Regions from separate parts of the Pan troglodytes genome. Here region 2 is linked to region 1. The links are chromatin contacts, called in public HiChIP or PLAC-seq maps. All regions are on one chromosome and are shown on one strand. Each heading gives the region's core, a stretch centred on a gene start, on an enhancer-like site or on the middle of the called end of the contact. The rest is flanking DNA. Distances are from core to core; before and after follow the strand shown. Region 1 holds the start of AMHR2 (anti-Mullerian hormone receptor type 2). Region 2 holds the start of AAAS (aladin WD repeat nucleoporin).

What was found. HiChIP or PLAC-seq counts read pairs in DNA pulled down with a chosen protein or histone mark.
Region 2: a contact with region 1 is called in an H3K4me3 HiChIP or PLAC-seq map of stem cell-derived excitatory neurons, with 8 times the contacts expected there. The contact joins the promoter of AAAS here to the promoter of AMHR2 in region 1. A contact is called at or near these places in 1 of 7 Hi-C or Micro-C datasets (stem cell-derived neural progenitor cells) and 1 of 1 datasets of contacts at active chromatin or transcription factors (stem cell-derived excitatory neurons).

What each region holds. Positions count from the first base shown.
Region 1 is chr10:42,437,703-42,443,754 of NHGRI_mPanTro3-v2.0_pri, forward strand. It overlaps AMHR2 (anti-Mullerian hormone receptor type 2), which reads right to left and starts at 3,424. Exons shown (of 9, transcript XM_054663294.2): 1 at 2,767-3,424; 2 at 2,280-2,462; 3 at 1,850-2,041; 4 at 1,508-1,585; 5 at 1,177-1,295; 6 at 831-1,061. The coding sequence starts at 2,815.
Region 2 is chr10:42,542,239-42,548,290 of NHGRI_mPanTro3-v2.0_pri, forward strand. It overlaps AAAS (aladin WD repeat nucleoporin), which reads left to right and starts at 2,877. Exons shown (of 16, transcript NM_001246431.2): 1 at 2,877-3,088; 2 at 3,730-3,857. The coding sequence starts at 2,966.

The sequences.
Region 1 (6,052 bases), core at 2,174-4,673:
GCTTGTGCCACTGCACTCCAGCCTGGGCAACAGAGCAAGACTCCGTCCTCCCACCAAAATAAAATAAAAATATATAAACATGTATTGTTTATGTAATAAAAAAGATAAATAAAAATTCTAATTTTGAGACAGGGTCTTACTCTGTCACCTAGGCTGGAGTGCAGTGGCACAATCTTGGCTCACTGCCAGCCTTGACCTCCCCAGGCTCAGGTGCTCCTTCCACTTCAGCCTCCCAAGTAGCTGGGACCACAGGCATGTGCCATCACACCCAGCCAATTTTTTGTTTTTTGTAGAGGTGGGGTTTCACGGTGTTGCCCAGGCTGTTCTTGAATTCCTGGGTTCAAGCAATCCTCCCACCTTGGCCTCCCAAAGTGCTGGGATTACAGGCGTCTGCCACCGTGCCCAGCCTGTTACTATTTTTTCACATGGTCTCGCTCTGTCTCCCAGGCTGGAGTGCAGTGGGATGCTCACAGCTCACTGCAGCCTCAACCTCCTAGGCTCAAGCGATCTTTCCACCTCAGCCTCCTGAGTAGCTGGGACTACAGGTGTGCACTGCCATGCTGAGCTAATTTTTGTAATTTTGCAGTGATGGGGTTTCCTCATATTGCCTAGGCTGGTCTTGAGCTCCTGGGCTTAAGCGATCCACCCACCTTGGCCTCCCAAAGTCCTGGGATTACAGGTGTGGGCCACCTCGCCTGGCCATTTTTAATGTCTTAGAAAAGAGAAAATCGAAAGCAGAAGCAATCAACAGGGCCCAGCTGCCATGTAGCCCCCACCTCTATACATACACACAGGCACACACACACACATATACACTCCTTGGTGCTCACCTTGGGATGCAGTTCTAGTACCAGCAGGGGCCCAGAGAGCAGGCGGCCAGGGCCCCCCCGGCTGGCAGTGATAAATCGGACAATGTGGTCGTGCTGTAGGCCTGGAATTTCGTACAATGCTCTCTCAGCTTGGAACTGAGCCACAGACCTCGGTGGGAAGGCCTTGATGGCAACCAGTTTTCCTTGCAGCTGCCCGGCCCAAACCACTGCATGACCTCCTTCCCGGATTACCTGGTAGGGACACTGTGCTGAGTGTGGGCCTCTGAGCTATAACAGGGCCAGGATTCCTCCCCAGCACAACCTCCAGGAGTGCCCAGAGGAGCCCTTCTCTCCCTCCCTGGGGCACCTGGGAGAAACACAGCTCAGGCAGCTCCTGCAGCTCCACACTCCAGTCCCTGCCTGAGTCTGGCCTTGGCTCTGGCACTGGCTCACCTCGCACTCTGTAGTTCTTTCGCTGTAGCAGGGCTGGAACAGACAAGAGCCTTAGGGTCAGGGTGCAAATGCATAGGGACAGGAAAAGGGACTTTGTGGAAAGGGAGCTTTGTGAGAGGTCATGGGAGTCTGGGAATCAGGCTATAGAGATCCCAAGACCATGGGGTCAGGGGTGCCTGGAGAGGGGTCAGAGCTTTTGGGGCAATGTCTTGGGGTCACAAGGGAGGGATGGGGTGGATTAGTACCCAAGATGATGCTGCCCAGCAGCAGCAGGAGGAGGAGGAACAGCCCCAGCAGCACCAGTGCCATCCAGATGGACTCACCTGGACATCAAGGCAAGAATGCAGGCTGGAGAGCACTGACCCAAACCTGCTCTCTGCTCTTCCCCTCCTGAGAGCTTGCGTCTCAACCCACCCCCACCCTGGTCACAAGACCCCTTATCTCCCAGTCACCAGGGCAACCAACTTCCCAAGGCCAGGAGGAGGAAAGTGTGGGGCGGGAGTAGGGTGAGAACTGGCCCTGGTTCCACCTCTCATCCTAACCTGGGCCCCAGCCCCCATCAGGCTTCAGTACCCTTGGGTGGCTACCTGGGGCAGCCTGGGGACCCTGGGAGCCAGGAGTCCCAGGGCTCCCTGGAGGAGGCAGATGGCTGTAATTGGCATTGCAGAAGTCAGTGCCACAGGAGCAGGTGAAGAGAGTGGAGCCAGGGCTGGGGTGGGCTCGGGGACTTGGGTCACAGTGGAGGGACTCACAGCCTGGCTCATCACTGTCTCGGCATCCTGATGGGATGGGATTAGGGGAAGAGGAGAGAAAGGGGGGGCAAGGAAGAAAGCACAATGGGGTGTGGAAACAGAGGGTAAATCCCTTCTCTATCAGAGGCGTCCCTTCCATCTCTCATGGGCTTTTCTTTCCCACCAGATGTTCTATTTCTCCCCTTCCCCCTTGGTTGCCACCCACACCCCAGGATGTCTCTGTCTCCCACCCTAGCTATCACCTGCCATATACTTTGCCATTCACCTTGCATTTCCACCTGTGCCCGGTCTTGGGTCAGGTTCCAGATCCCAAAGCAGCAGCGGCTGTAGAGGCAGCGGATAGCTCTGGGGAGCTCTGTGCCTGTATCTAGCAGCTCTCCCAGTGTCTTTGTGCTTCCCCGCACTCCAGGGGCCTCAAAGAACACACAGGTTCGCCTGTTTGGGGGTGCTGAGGCCCAGGGTGGGGAAAGGAAAAGATTCAAGGTGGGAGTGAATGCAGAGGCAAAAAACTGGCCAAAAGAATAGACAAAACATGTTTCACATCCCAGCATCAGTATGGTAAAGCCACAGGAGGAAGCAGGGTCAGCAGAGGCCTGGAACCTGAGCCCTGCCATGGGGACACATGGCTCTATCCTTCACCCTTACTCACCCAGCCCACTCACCACTCTTCCAAAGGGGTGGCTCTTGCTTCAAGCACCCCTTTCCCTCGCTGGATGGATGGAGAGACCCTTCCCCTCCCTGTAGACACTTACCTTCCACAGCTGTGGGAAGTAATGCCCAAAGCCCCAAAGACCCTAGCATCTTGCTGGAGGATGGCAGCAGCAGCAGGAGGAGAGCATAAGCCAGCACAGCTGCCCCTGGCCAAATCTTTCTTCAGATACAGGGCATCCTGGGGCTTCTGATCCCTCAGTCCCCAACTCCGCCCCCCTCATCCTATCCCAGCCTCTGTGGGGGAGAAGGCTGCTGTGGGGGAGAGGGTGGGTGTGGGGAAAGCAGGGAAAGAAAGGGAGGAGCAGAGAACCAATCTCATATCCTCTTCTCTTCTGCAACCTCCTCTTTGCTCTGCATAGTGAGAGGAGGGGAACTTGGAGGCCCAGCTGAGAACCCAGTGATGCCTAATTTCAAATCTTTGCCCTTCCCTGACCTTGGAAGAAGATGCTGGACTCTGTTGACTCTTCTCAGGAGGAAACCAATGTGAGGTCAAATGCTTAGAGCCATTCAGCTCTGCCCAAGATCCTTTCTAGCCTAAGATTTCTTTATATTCAGGGTTCATATCTGCAACTGCTTGGGCAGAGGAAGTCCTCACAGCCCATATTAGAGGTTACCTTGTTTTCCAACTTAAGAATCAGAAAGTATACAAAACTTACCTGAATTTTTAAAAAACACATTGAAAACAGTAACAATGGTAAATTTTGCTATGTGGATTTTTTTTTTTTTTTTTTTTGAGACGGAGTCTCGCTCTTCTCCCCCAGGCTGGAGTGCAGTGGCACAATCGCAGCTCACTGCAACCTCCGCCTCCTGGGTTCAAGCGATTCTCCTGCCTCAGCCTCCTGAGTAGCTGGGATTACAGGCGCCTGCCACCACACCCGGCTAATTTTTGTATTTTTAGTAGAGACGGGGTTTCACCATGTCAGCCAGGCTAGTCTCGAACTCCTTACCTCAGGTGATTTGCCTGCCTCGGCCTCCCAAAGTGCTGGGATTATAGGCGTGAGCCACCATGCCTAGCCGTGGATTTTACTTAAAAAAAAAACAAAAACACATTGGTTCACAGGCTGAACAAATACCCATTATTAAGGAGGCAACAAATTTCTTATCAAGCACCTACTATGTGCTGGGGCACAGCTAGGGCTATGCATTTTACAATCATCTCATCTAATTCTCCCCTGAAATATTTATTATTATTATTTTATTTATTTATTTTTTGAGACCGAGTGTCGCTCTGTCACCAGGCTAGAGTGCAGTGGTGCCATCTTGGCTCACTGCAACCTCTGACTCCCTGGTTCAAGCGATTCTCCTGCCTCAGCCTCCCGAGTAGCTGGGATTACAGACACGCACCACCATGTCCAGCTAATTCTTGTATTTTTAGTAGAGACAGGGTTTCACCATGTTGGCCAGGATAGTCTCGATCCGTGACCTCGTGATCTGCCCGCCTTGGCCTCCCAAAGTGCTGGGATTACAAGTGTGAGCCACTGTGCCTGGCCTATTATTTTTATTATTTCCATTTTATAGGTAAGAAAACTGAACTTGCGTAAGTCGCCCAAAGTCATTCAGCTAGGAAATAGCAGAGCTGGAATTTGAACTTAGGCAGGTCTGACTCCAAAGTCCAGGTTCTAGTCTTATTTTTATTATTATTTTTGTACTTTTAGTAGAGACGGAGTTTCACCATGTTGGCCAGGATGGGGTCGATCTTTTTTTTTTTTTTTTTTTTGAGACGGAGTCTTGCTCTGTCGCCCAGGCTGGAGTGCAGTGGCGCGATCTCGGCTCACTGCAAGCTCTGCCTCCCGGGTTAACGCCATTCTCCTGCCTCAGCCTCCTGAGCAGCTGGGACTACAGGCGGCCGCCACCACGCCCGGCTAATTTTTTGTATTTTTAGTAGAGACGGGTTTTCACCGTGTTAGCCAGGATGGTCTTGATCTCCTGACCTCGTGATCCGCCCGCCTCGGCCTTCCAAAGTGCTGAGATTACAGGCGTGAGCCACCGCACCCGGCCGAAGTGTCGATCTCTTAACCTCGTGATCCCTCCGCCTCGGCCGCCCAAAGTGCTGGGATTGCAGGCGTGAGCCACCGCACCCGGCCGGCTCTATTCTTTGTATTACACCATACTGCCTGAAAGATGTACAAAATTCAACAATGAAAAAAAAAATTACCACTTAATACTATACTTGGACATTTGAATTTAAATTGTTGAGAAAATATGCATCATTACCTGCCAACAGGCCACTAACTAAAAAGGGAGGGTACAGTTCATACTATCACCACCAGAGGTCAGCAGAGGAGAAATTCCCTGCTGCGGTGAGAGGGCAGAAAGTACCTCCTCTGATGACTAATACTTATAGTATACCTCCTACATTTACCAAGCTTCAGGGACTATAAAATGTGAAGGGCGGGCACAGGATGTGGAGTTTCAGCATGGAGGTGGGAGGAGAGGGCTATGGCTTGTTCTGCAGTAGAGACAGAGGAGTCCAACTCCACCAGACTCTTTCCCAGAGTAAGAAACAACAGAAATAGGTAATCACTTCCACACCTGTGAGCCACTGGCTCCTTGAGAATTAAGAGTCAGAGGGGACTTGTTCTCTGTTTCCCTAGCTTTCTGTCCCCCTAGTGGCTGCCTGGAAACCCTTTCTTGGAATGATCTGGCTTAGACCAGGGAGGACAGTCTGAGTACCGAAATTTTTTTTTTTTTTTTTTTTTTTTTTTTTTTTTGAGACGGAGTCTCGCTCTGTCACCCAGGCTGGAGTGCAGTGGTGCGATCTCGGCTCACTGCAACCTCTGCCTACCGGGTTCAAGCGATTCTCCGGCCTCAGCTTCCTGAGTAGCTGGGACTACAGGCGCATACCACCACGCCCGGCTAATTTTTGTATTTTTAGTAGAGACGGGGTTTCGCCATGTTGGCCAGGCTGGTCTCAAACTCCTGACCTCAGGTAATCCGCCCCCCTCGGCCTCCCAAAGTGCTGGGATTACAGACGGGAGCCACTGCGCCCAGCTTGAGTACTGACTTTTTGATTCTGGGGTCTTTCTTCTGGGAAACCTGCATGAAAGGAAGAGATAGTAAAAGTTCCAGTAGTTGTGAAACAGCAGCGGGAGGAATGACCAGGGCTAGAGATAGCCGCCCATCCTTCTTTGGACCCTTCCAGGAGTCTGCAGGGCCTTGCCAGTGAGATGGAATGTTGTGCTTCCAGCTACTTTCCTTCACTAGCCCCAGATCAGATAAGTCTGGGGTGGTGTGTGTGGTGGGGTGTGAGGGGAGATTTGAAGGTAAAATAGCTTCTTGTGTCTGGAATGTCTCAGGAGACTATCTACTCCAGAGTGGGAGCAGCGT
Region 2 (6,052 bases), core at 1,627-4,126, 100 kb after region 1:
CCATCCCCAGTGTATACCTTATGTTCTTCAAGCTTTCTGTGACTTCCCAGGTGACGGTGAACTCACATAGGAAATTAAATGGGGCTATGGGAAAAGGTTAGAGCAGGGGTCGCGCCACGGCCCGTCGTGTCGGTGGCCTGTAAAGGAACCGCACAGCCGGAGACGAGCTGAGCAAGCTGAGCTCCGCCTCCTGTCAGATCAGCGGCATTAGATTCTCATAGTAGCGCGAACTCTGTTGTGAACTGCGCACGTGAAGGACCTAGGTTGCCCGCTTTTTATGAGAATCCAACTAATGCCTGATGATCTCAGGTGTAACAGTTTCATCCCAAAACCATTCCCTCCCCCGCTCCCCCTGGAAAAACTGTCTTCCACTAAACCTGGTGCCAAAAAGTTGGGGACCGCTAGGTTAGAGCCTTGCTACTTAAAATGTGGTCTGTGCAGTATCAGCTGGGGATTCTTTGGAACTATAGCCTCTGAGCGCCACCTTAGGAGATGCTCAGGTGATTCCTATGTCCCTTAACAGTTGAGAAGTACTAGATTAGAGGAGAGCCACTTGCCTTCTCAGGTGAAGTGCATTTTCAGGAGACTCTGGAGCCCTTTGTTTTCTGACCTGGTAGTAACTCTCTTGGGGGGAATTTTTCAGGTGAAAAAGAAGGGCAGACACGGAATCCAGAATACTAGAACTAAATGCCCCCTAGATTATTCAATGAGACTGGTAGCTCTTGGGAGTGGGGACAGCCTTCTACATCTTCAAATCACTTAACATTTGTTAATGAACTCTGACCAAGGTCACCTAGTTGATGGCACAGTTATAGCTATTAACCTCTGACATTTGTTTAGCACTTTAAAATTTATTAAATAGCTTCATTTTATTATTTTGTATGGAAAACAACCATATGAAATAATTAGGACACTGCAAATGAGAAAAGTGAGACTCAAAGAATTCAATGTTTTTTCCAAAGTCTGTAAGAGGGGCCCCCATTCTCTTTCTTTCTTTCCTTTCTCCCTCTCCCTTCCCTCCCGTTTTTTTTTGTTTTGTTTTGTTTTTTGTTTTTTTTTTTGAGACGGAGTTTCGCTCTTGTTGCCCAGGTTGGATGGAGTGCAGTGGCGCGATCTCTGCTCACTGCAACCTCCGCCTTCCAGGTTCAAGGGATTCTCCTGCCTCAGCCTCCCGAGTAGCTGGGATTACAGGCATGCACCACAATGCCTGGCTAGTTTTGTATTTTTTAGTAGAGATGGGGTTTCTCCATGTTGGTCAGGCTGGTCTCGAAATCCCGACCTCAGGGGATCAGCCCACCTCAGCTTCCCAAAGTGCTGGGATTACAGGCGTGAGCCACTGCGCCCGGCTCTTTCTCTCTGGCTTGCTTGACAGGGTCTCGCTCTTTGACCCAGGCTGGAGTGCAGTGGTGCTATCTTGGATCATTGCAGTCTGGATTCTCCTATCTCAGCCTTCTGAGTAGCTGGACTAAAGACGCTTGCCACCACCACGCTGGCTAACTTTTGAATTTTTTGTAGATACAGGGTCTTGCTATTTTGCCCAAGCTGGTCTTGAACTCCTGGGCTCAAGAGATCAGCCTCGGCCTCCCAAAGTGCTGGGATTACAGGTGTGAGCTACCACACCCAGCCTCACTTTTATTCTTAAGTGAGAATAACTGGTTTGGGTGTATCTAGGTCCAATCTCTCTGTGACTCACTTTCCTCATGGTGACAGAACAGCACCCACCTTATGGGGTTGTAAAGATTATAAAAGCACTTATCGTAACAAGTGCTCAGGAAATAGTTTTGCAGCCCGGCAAGGTGGCTCAGGCCTGTAATCCCAGCACTTTGGGAGGCCAAAGCAGGCAGATCACTTGAGGTCAGGAGTTTGAGACCAGCCTGGCCAACATGGTAAAACCTCGTCTCTACTAAAAATACAAACTTAGCTGGGCGTGGTGAAGCATGCCTGTAATCCCAGCTACTCCAGAGGTTGAGGCAGGATAATCGCTTGAACCGGGGAGGCAGAGGTTGCAGTGAGCTGAGATAACACCACTGCCTTCATCCTGGGCAATAGAGCGAGACCCTGTCTCTCAAAAAAATAAAATAAAATAAAGTTTTCCTTTTTGAGACGAAGTTTCCCTCTTGTTACCCAGGCTGGAGTGCAATGGTGCGATCTTGGCTCACTGCAACCTCCCCCTCCGGAGTTCAAGAGATTCTCCTGCCTCAGCCTCCCGATTAGCTGGGATTACAGGTGCCCGCCACCACGCCCGACTAATTTTTGTATTTTTAGTATAGATGGGGTTTTCAGCATGTTGGCCAGGCTAGTCTGCGAACTCCTTTCAGATGATCCACCCACCTCGGCCTCCCAAAGTGCTGGGATTACAGGCGTGAGCCACCGCGCCTGGCAGGAAATGTTAGTTTTCCAACCGTCCCCACCTCCCTTTCCAGGACGCCTAACCGTGTGGGTGCAGCACTGTTCCTCCTCTCTGAGGCTTTTCCCTCAGCTTTCCAGCCAGCTGCCTGTGACATAGCCTGTATTTTCCTCTGGGTGATCCACAGGCCTGGGAGGGTTAATTTGGTACTTCCCTGAATGTGGCTTATTTCGGGCTTTCTAAGCGCTAAGATAGTGAGTGGGAGAAGGTGTTCGGGAATTCGGAGCTGGGAAAAACGGTAGTCTCATGGAAAACAACAGAAAAAAACCCCACTCCAGTCTGGTAACCAACGGTTGGCCGGGGGACGTGTCCGCGCTGCTCCCCCTCCGGCCGCCAGGGGGCGCAGGAAGAAGCTTTGGCGGTCTGTCCCGGGACCGCGTACTCGTCCTTCTTTCCCGTTCGTCTTTTCTTCACTTCCGTTGAGTTCCGCCTCGCCGTTTGTCCCTTGCGGCTACCCGTCCGCATACGAATCTAGCCCGGGAACCGAGTTGCGGGAGTGCGGTCTGTGCCGTTCCGGCCAGGAGTTTGCCGACTGCAGACGTCCTGCGAACCGGCAAGATGTGCTCTATGGGGTTGTTCCCTCCTCCACCGCCTCGGGGTCAAGTCACCCTATATGAGCACAATAACGAGCTGGTGACGGGCAGTAGCTATGAGAGCCCGCCCCCCGACTTCCGGGGCCAGGTGGCCAGGGCGAGGAGGGAGGAGACCTACAGGCATGGGGGCGGAGTCGGGGACTACTGGGGAAAGGAGGCAGTGTGACAGGGGCAGGGTCACAGAGTCTGGCGGAGTGGAAACAGCTTGGTCCCGGCAGGAGACTAGAAGGGCTGGAATCTGTTTTAGGACTGGGATTGGAGTATAACGGGGGAACGGTTAAGGAGCTGTGGGGGAGGCCTGGAGAGAATGAGGGAGAATCTAGGGAGTGTGAGGATGCGGGAGAACTATCTAAAAGTTGGGGACAGTATCTGGGGAGGATCAGAAGGATACAACATGGAACTTTTTTCCATGGTGTTCCTGGGAAGGACAAGGAAGGGAAACTGACATTTATTGAGCGTTTGCTATGTAAGAAAGAGGCTGATTCAGGTGTTTTCTAAAAATGTTATATGGTTTCATAATCACAGCAACCCTATGAAATATTATTCTAGTTGCACAGATACGGGAGCTAAGACTTGTTTCCCATTCTCACAAGTGTTAGCTTTGTGGAAATGGGAAACAGACCTCTGGAATCTCTTATACTTAGCCCAGCGGTGGGTTGGAGATGGCACGGAATTAAAGATTTGGGAAGAGACTGACTCACCGTCACACCCCTCACTTTTGTGCTATAGTGGATCAATCTTCCTGTCCTACAACTGACCAAGGATCCCCTAAAGACCCCTGGAAGGCTGGACCATGGCACAAGAACTGCCTTCATCCATCACCGGGAGCAAGTGTGGAAGAGATGCATCAACATTTGGTGAGGCATGGCAAAGGGTTTCCTGGGTCACAGTCTGCAGATCCTGGAAAATGAGTCACCACCCCTTTACCTTGGGGTGTTCTTCAAAAGACTTTTATTCAGGCTGTCTCCATGAGAGCTGTATATCCTAAATCATATGAAATTTTTAGTCCTTATTATAGAACTTAAATGCTCAATAAATGTCAGGTTCCCTTCCTTGCCCTTCCCAGGAACACTATGGAAAAAGTACTTCCATTTCATCTCTAGTAACTTGCCTTGCTTTCTGGCTTGATTAGGTGAACCTGCTCCCTGCCCCCACCTCATGTCATTACCACTTCTGAGCTTTTAACTAAAGCTCAGCAAGATCAGATATAAGGTTGCACTGAATAATCTCCTACATAGGTCATCCACTTTGCACTTGTAGGAGTGGAGCTGCACTACCTGGTTTCATTTTCTTTTTTCTTTTTTTTTTGAGATGGAGTTTCACTCTTGTTGCCCAGGCTGGAGTGCAGTGGTGTGCTCAGCTCACTGCAACTTCCACCTCCTAGGTTCAAGCGATTCTTTTGCCTCAGTCTCCCGAGTAGCTAGGATTACAGGCATGCGCCACCACGCCCAGCTAATTTTGTATTTTTAGTAGAGACAGGGTTTCTCCATGTTGGTCAGGCTGGTCTTGAACTTCCGACCTCAGATGATGTGCCCGCCTTGGCCTCCCAAAGTGCTGGGATTACAGGCGTGAGCCACCGCGCCCGGCTCATTTTCTTCTTTTTTTTTTTTTTTTTTGAGACGGAGTCTTGCTGTGTTGCCAGGCTGGAGTGCAGAGGTGCGATCTCGGCTCACTGCAGCCTCCGCCTCTCTGGTTCAAGCAGTTCCCCTGCCTCAGCCTCCCGAGTAGCTGGTACTATAGGCATGTGCCACCACGCCCAGCTAACTTTTTGTATTTTAGTAGAGATGAGATTTCACCATGTTGGCCAGGGTGGTCTGGCCTCCTGACCTCAGGTAATCTGCCTGCCTTGGCCTCCCAAAGTGCTGAGATTACAGCTACTGCACCTGGACCTATTAATGGCACATATTAATTCCTTTAAGGGTTATTTATGCCAGGCGCAGTGACTCACGCCTATAATCCCAGCGCTTTGGTAGGCTGAGGCCAGCAGATTGCTTGAGCTTAGTTTGAGACTAGCCTGGGGAACATGGCGAAACCATGTTCTTTTCTCTACAAGAAAAGTACAAAAATTAGCTGGGTATGGTGGCATGCACCTTTATTCCCAGCTACTTGGGAGGCTTATGTATAGGAGGATCACTTGAGCCTGGGAGGTGGAGGTTGTAGTGAGCCAAGATTGTGCCAGTGCAGTGGCACTGAGTGAGACCTTGTCTCAAAAAAAAAAAAAGGGTTACTTAATATTTTTATTAATACCATTGCCATTTGTAGGATAAATTCCTAGAAATTAAGTTGCTGGCTCAGAGGGTATGTTCATCTGTAATTTTGTGAGCTGTTCCAAATAGCCCTCTGTCAAAATCGTACATGTATATGGTCCCACCAGCAGTGTATGGGAGTGCCTGTTTTCCAACACATGTGCTGTCAAGCTTTGATCTTTGGTACTTCAGTACAGTTTAATGGGCATGCCTGTGTGTGTGAAGTTGAATATCAGTTTGTTGAAAAGCCATTCATTCCCAGGCTCCTTGTCTCCTACTTCTGTGGCTGCTGCTTCTCAGGCTTTTTGGTGGCTCCTCTTCCTGATGTCCCTTAAATGTTGGTGTTCTTGGGGCTAGATTTCCAGTCGATGCATCAGACCTGGTGTTCACGTGTTTACCAAATTATCCTGCTTGAATATTTCGCAGACTTCATATATTCAGCATGCTCAAATCCAGTCTCTTTATTTCTCTCTCCAAATCTGCTTCTCTGGATGGTTCACTTTAAGGAATGATCATATTACTCATTCAGGAAAAAGTGGTTTGAGTATAGGTTCTGGGGTAGATAGATGGTTGAATCCTGACTGCTACTGTCTACTTAGATTACCTTGTTCATATTAATTTGCCTCTTCACACCTTTGTTCTCTCATCTAAAAATGCAGTGATAGTCTGGGCGCGGAAGCTCATGCCTGTAATCCCAGCACTTTGGGAGGCCAAGGCGGGTGTATCACTTGAGGTCAGGAGTTCGAGACCAGCCTGGCCAATGTGGTGAAACTCCGTGTGTAATCCTAATTACTCAGGAGGCTGAG